Linked DNA regions of Mus musculus: region 1 is linked to region 2. The links are chromatin contacts, called in public HiChIP or PLAC-seq maps. All regions are on one chromosome and are shown on one strand. The core of a region is the stretch at or near the end of the contact, and the rest is flanking DNA. Distances in the headings are between cores, read along the strand shown. Region 1 overlaps Pik3r5 (phosphoinositide-3-kinase regulatory subunit 5). Region 2 overlaps Stx8 (syntaxin 8).

The links. HiChIP or PLAC-seq counts read pairs in DNA pulled down with a chosen protein or histone mark.
Region 1: a FOXA1 HiChIP or PLAC-seq map of pancreatic cancer cells shows a contact between it and region 2. The contact joins two enhancer-like sites. A contact is called at or near these places in 2 of 115 datasets of contacts at active chromatin or transcription factors (Th17 cells and pancreatic cancer cells) and 1 of 9 other capture datasets (embryonic stem cells).

Annotation. Positions count from the first base shown.
Region 1 is chr11:68,467,118-68,469,817 of GRCm38.p6, forward strand. The region is part of intron 1 of Pik3r5 (phosphoinositide-3-kinase regulatory subunit 5); the gene reads left to right. Among named protein-coding and RNA genes, the nearest start is that of Pik3r6, 35 kb to the right of the region's middle. Within about 2 kb of position 1,289, at least 53 of the 459 cell types and tissues checked have an H3K27ac peak or open chromatin away from gene starts, as enhancers often do. A contact at or near this core is called in pancreatic cancer cells, where this site is marked.
Region 2 is chr11:68,070,932-68,073,631 of GRCm38.p6, forward strand. The region is part of intron 6 of Stx8 (syntaxin 8); the gene reads left to right. Among named protein-coding and RNA genes, the nearest start is that of Stx8, 110 kb to the left of the region's middle. Within about 2 kb of position 1,435, at least 21 of the 459 cell types and tissues checked have an H3K27ac peak or open chromatin away from gene starts, as enhancers often do. A contact at or near this core is called in pancreatic cancer cells, where this site is marked.

The DNA.
Region 1 (2,700 bases), core at 39-2,538, 400 kb after region 2:
CCTTCCCCCTAGGACATATCTTAATGTAAAGAGAAATATGGGGCTGGAGAGATGGCTCAGCAGTTAAAAGCACTGACTGCTCTTCTGAAGGTCCTGAGTTCAAGTCCCACCAACCACATGGTGGCTCACAACCATATGTAATGATGCTCTCTTCTGGTGTGTCTGAAGACAGCTACAGTGTACTGACGTATAATAGTAAACTAAATCTTAAGAAATAATTGAGAAATATTAATTTCTATGTTATTTTTTATCCAACAACATTCTCTAAGTATTTTCATTGTTACAGCCATGTATTTTTTTGTTGTTGTTGTTGCTGTTGTTGCTAACTGCAGTTTCTATAATATATCAGGAAGGGGCGAGGATAAAAGCCAGCAGCTCCGCCACTGACAACGCTGTAGTTTTTGAAAGACATATGACTTACAAGACCTCAGAGCTTAGCCATGCACTTGGCCTGCCATTACTCAGAATACCCAGCTGAGCCAGAAATGAACTGAAATGAAGAACCTCAGAGTACAAAGCCAAGCAGTCGTGAGCAATGAGACCAGCCAGCCTTTCAGCTGCTGTCCACACAGTGGTATCACCGTAGTAACTATACCTAGTGTGAGTGTCCAAAACAATGATTTCAGCAGCAGAAGTCGGCCATAAAATGTGTAATACAAACCTGAACCTGTACTTTAGGCAATAGAGTGAGTGATCCAATATGAAGAGAAGGCATATGACCGACCCCAGAATGATTCAGAAATCATTGAAAAAATGACCTGGGAATTCCTGTCCTCACCAATACATTTTGAACTTTTGATAAACCAGAGTTCCCGAAATAGATATTTGAGAACCTGTTCCAGTAACTCTGGGAGAAATTAGAAAAGTAATTCAAATTAACTTGTTAGCGAGAGCTGAGGTGACTCACACCATCGGGAGGATGGGAGCTCCCATCCAAGCAAGTGAGTCTGGGCTCAGACTTCCACTGTCTCTGAGGGCAAGCCTTCCTCAGTAAGGTCAGCCAGCCCTCTGCACTGGCTCAGAAGAGGAACTTGAAAAGGAAAAAGCCATTGTTTAATGTTTTAACACTGCCCATCAGGGGAGCCTGCCTGGCAGCAGCTGGAATTTTATAAAGGGGACTCCTCTTAATGAGGGGAATCCCAGGATTGGACATCCGATACTGAACGGAGCAGGTCTTGCTTTTCAAGCTTTTGAAAAAGGTCTCATCCCACTGTCTACTGTCACCCCTTCCCCAGAGCCAATGGGGTTCTGCCCACAAGTCATAAGGAATGGCAGTTGTCAGTGAGTCATCCTGACAAAGCGAACCTCGTGCATGGCCAAGCGTGGAGCACAAGGGCTGACTTCACCCACAGGCTCCAGATGAGCCCACCCCCACTCTCATCTTTGTACTTCACCGAGGGGCTCCCCCACGGGACCTCTATTGCCTCCCTCAGGCTCCCAGGCCAAGCACTCAGTAGGTCCCAACTTTTTTTAAAAAGTCATCTATTTGTGTTTACGTTTATGGGTGTTTTGTCTGTACGTATATCTGTCTGCATACCACGTGCATGCCTGTTGCCCAGGAGGCTAGAAGAGGTTGTTGGATCCATAGAACGAGAGATACAGGTGGTGACAAGGCACATGTGAGAGTTGGCGATTGAAACCTGGTCCTTTGGAAAGTAAGTACTGGTAACCGCTGAGCCATCTCTTCAGCCCCAGGTCCTAACTCTTAAGAGCATGGACCAACGCCTAGATGACAGAAATAGTATAGGGAGCCCAGCATATCAGTGACTCTGCCCTGGGCTTGGAGGATATCTGGCTCTTGACCTTGGTTGTCTCCTTAGAGCCAGGGAGCACCGAGGAGTCTACAGGAGGAAGGATGGAAGGGCATGCATCAGCAGGTACTGGAGAAGGGTGCTGCTGACACTGGGGAAGGCTGCTAGCAGCAGACCAGGACACTGGACTCTGATACCTGTAAGGACAAGGCATGGCAGAAGAAAACACGGTGGCTGAGAAGGCTCATTCGTGACTCACCTTTGCATCATGACAGTGTAAGGCAAAGGTGACTCACACTGGCCTCCTAGCAAGACCAGCTTGTCCATCACTTCAGGGGTTGGGCAGAGGGGCGACTTAACAGCCAGTTCACACTTCTATCCTTTCCTCAGGCTGGAGAGGCAGGGCCCAGGTTGCCACCATGCACAGGGTGTCCTCTTCTGAATAATAAGGGGGTCTGTTTTCTGGAAGAGGTAGGCTGGACTGGGCAACTGGTGTAGATAGACATGCCAGGGTTCAAGATTACCAGCAACCGGGAATGCCAACCTCTTTAAGAAAAATCCCAAGAATTGAGTTTTCCCTTGGAGTGCATTGGTTTTCTTTCCTTTCTAAACTGCATCTGATTTGCTGAGGGGCAATGTGTGCAGAGTTAAGAACCCAGACGTCCTGGGTTTGCATTCTGGCTTTGCTACCTGTGATGGTTTGTATATGCTCTGCCCAGGGAGTGGCACTATTAGAGGGCGTGGCCCTGTTGGGGTAGGTGTGTCACCGTGAGTGTGGGCTTTAAGACCCTTATCCTAGATGTCAGGAAGCCAGTATTCTGCTAGCAGCCGTTAGATGAAGATGTAGAACCATCAACTCCACCTTCATCATGCCTGCCTAGATGCTGTTATGCTCCTGCCTTGATGATAATGGACTGAACCTCTGAACCTATATGCCAACCCCAATTAA
Region 2 (2,700 bases), core at 185-2,684:
CTCTGGCACATCTGTGGCCATTGCAGTTGTGTCAAAGTAGACATAGTTGTCTATAAACAGAATGTGGTTCCTCCACACCATGAAGTATTTATTCAGCTGATGGAAGGAATAGCTGCTGGCATATTCTACAATGTAGAAGAACATGAAAACATTGTACTTGGTAGAAGAAGCCAGACACTGTCTTTCACATGTTGTATAATCCCATTGACTTGAAATATCTGTAATAGGTAAATGCATAGCTGTAAAACTCTAGATTGGCGATCCCCAGGAACTGAAGGAAAAGGCAGTGGATGTGAACTGGAAGAAAGGACAGTGGGTGTGAATTGAAAGAAAAGGCAGTGGGTATAAACTAGAAGAAAGGACAGTGGGTGTGAACTGGAAGAAAGGGCAGTGGGTGTGAACTGGAAGAAAGGGCAGTGGGTGTGAACTGGAAGAAAGGGCAGTGGGTCTGAACTGCTTTGGGGGTAAAGAGACTGAAACTAGACCTAGTATTTGATCACTACTATGAATGTACTAAATGCTCCTGAATTGTTTAAAGTACTACTTCTATGTAGTATTGACTTGACTTCAATAAAAGATAAAAAAGAACAATTCACATTATAAGGTGTGGCAAAGCAGCCATAGTTGATATGTAAATAAGTGAATGCAGGTGCATTCTAATGTAGTGTATAAAGCTTTATTTATAGTGAGAGAAGAGGGGATAGACAGATTTGCTCTGTAGGCAGTTTACCAGCCCTACTACAATGTGAAAGATAATTTTGATAGTGATTGGGGATAGGATAGGTGGGGATGAAGACTGAGCAGATGAGAAGTCTTGGAGTGGGAGAGCAGTTAGCCTGGAAACTATCCCAGTAATCTAAGCAAGCCTCTTCACTGTGGAGGAGGCGCCGACCCTGCCTTACCCTGTAAGGTGGATGGGATTGCGGTCTTTTCCACCTACCCCTACCGTTACTTTTGTATGTGCATTTAAATTTTCCCCTTAAAAAGGATTGGGCACAGTTCCAAATGGAGAGACTCTCTTAATAGAATGAGAGGGCAAGCTGGCGGGGAAGTGGCCGTGAGGGAGAAGAGCACCAAGGCTTCTAAGCATTCACAGGCTTTTCAGCTGAGGTTGGCTCAGCACTCTCTGTTGACTTTAGGACTCTCACACTTGCTTGAATAATGACAAAGATATTTACCTTTTAGACTCGTGTGTGTGTGTGTGTGTGTGTGTGTGTGTGTGTGTGTGTGTATGTGTGTGTGTGTATTCTTTCATAGATAACCTTCACCACTCTTAATGCATTAGCTGCCAACTTTTCCTCCTCTTCCTCTTCCCTCCCTTCTTCCCTCTCCTGTTTCCCAGTGCTGAGATTAGAAACTCAGGAGCTTACAATTACGAGGCTCCCAGATCCCCTTAGGATAGTTAAGTCACACATCCCATTAGTAATAATCTTGAGATGTGGCCAAAGGTGTGACTCAGTGATAGTATCTGTTCGTGCCACACACAAGGCCCTGACTTTAATCACCAGCACCAATAAAAACAAAAGTATTTGTGAGTGAAGTTCTAGATCATTCTTTATAATTGCTCTTATAAAGTTATATACACTATTGCTCTGTGTATTGCATGGATCCTAAAAGAATTTAGAAGAGGTTTTCTGTCCACATTCTAGTGACTCATCTCATACATCCTCCTTTGTAGACTCTTCATGTAAATTATCCTTTGGCTTAAATTTCCCCCTTTCCCAGCGAAATGGAGCCTAGTAAGGAAGCGGTGCTGCCGTGTGTATTGTTTTAACATTATCCTGGACTATGTGCTGTTGGAACTTTCCGATGTGGAAACAGCTGAATTGCTTCTGAGGCTCTCACACACTGAGTTGACTTGAGAACTTAGTGATTAATAAGGCAAAACTATTTCTCTTCGGGCAGAGCCATGGGTTCGGTTTTTCTTCGGGTTAAAAGAACATTAGTCTTCTAACCAGGGATTTCTGCTGTCTTTATAGTGGAACAAATGCTTTTTTCAGATCTAATCCTGGCGTGATAAATAAAGCTCTCTGCAAGGTGCTTGGGAAAGTTGTAAGCAGCTCCCGCGTGGAGAGGCCTTTGTTGTGGAGGAAGAGGCCTAACCTCAAGGGTTAATCAGTCACTGTTCGTGTAGGTCAGAGAGAAAAGTTCACATCTGAGTGGTACTGGCCATCAAGCCCTTTCTTGTGGTTCTTTCCACAGTGATATATTCTTAAATATCCCTTGAGTTCAAGCCTCCCAGATAGATTTATTGGAGCAAAATGTTCCTTGTCCATATGATAAGTTGTGTATTTATTTGCATTGAAACTGAGATAAGTGACAATCAGGAACTCTGTGGTAGCTGTGATTTGAGCAAACATGCTAGTAAGTAATACTGGCCAAGTGTCCAAATGTGCATCTAACACGCTGCCTGGCATATTGCAGATGTTTGTTGATTGCTTATTGGCTGAATGAGTGTAGAGTTTTACGAGGCTGAGTCCAGTATGGTGCTGCCAAGTTGGGCCAGCGTGTGATAGTTGCACAGTCTTCACTTTGTAACTGTTTTGTTAAACTGTATATGTAGATCTTTTGGGTTTCCCTTTACATGCTGGATTTCAGGATTAAAATGTTTTTAAGCACTTTAAGGGGGGTTGTAACAAAGTATATCCTATCCATGGAGCTTGTTTGCTTTAGAGGTTCAAGAGTAATATGCTAAAATTT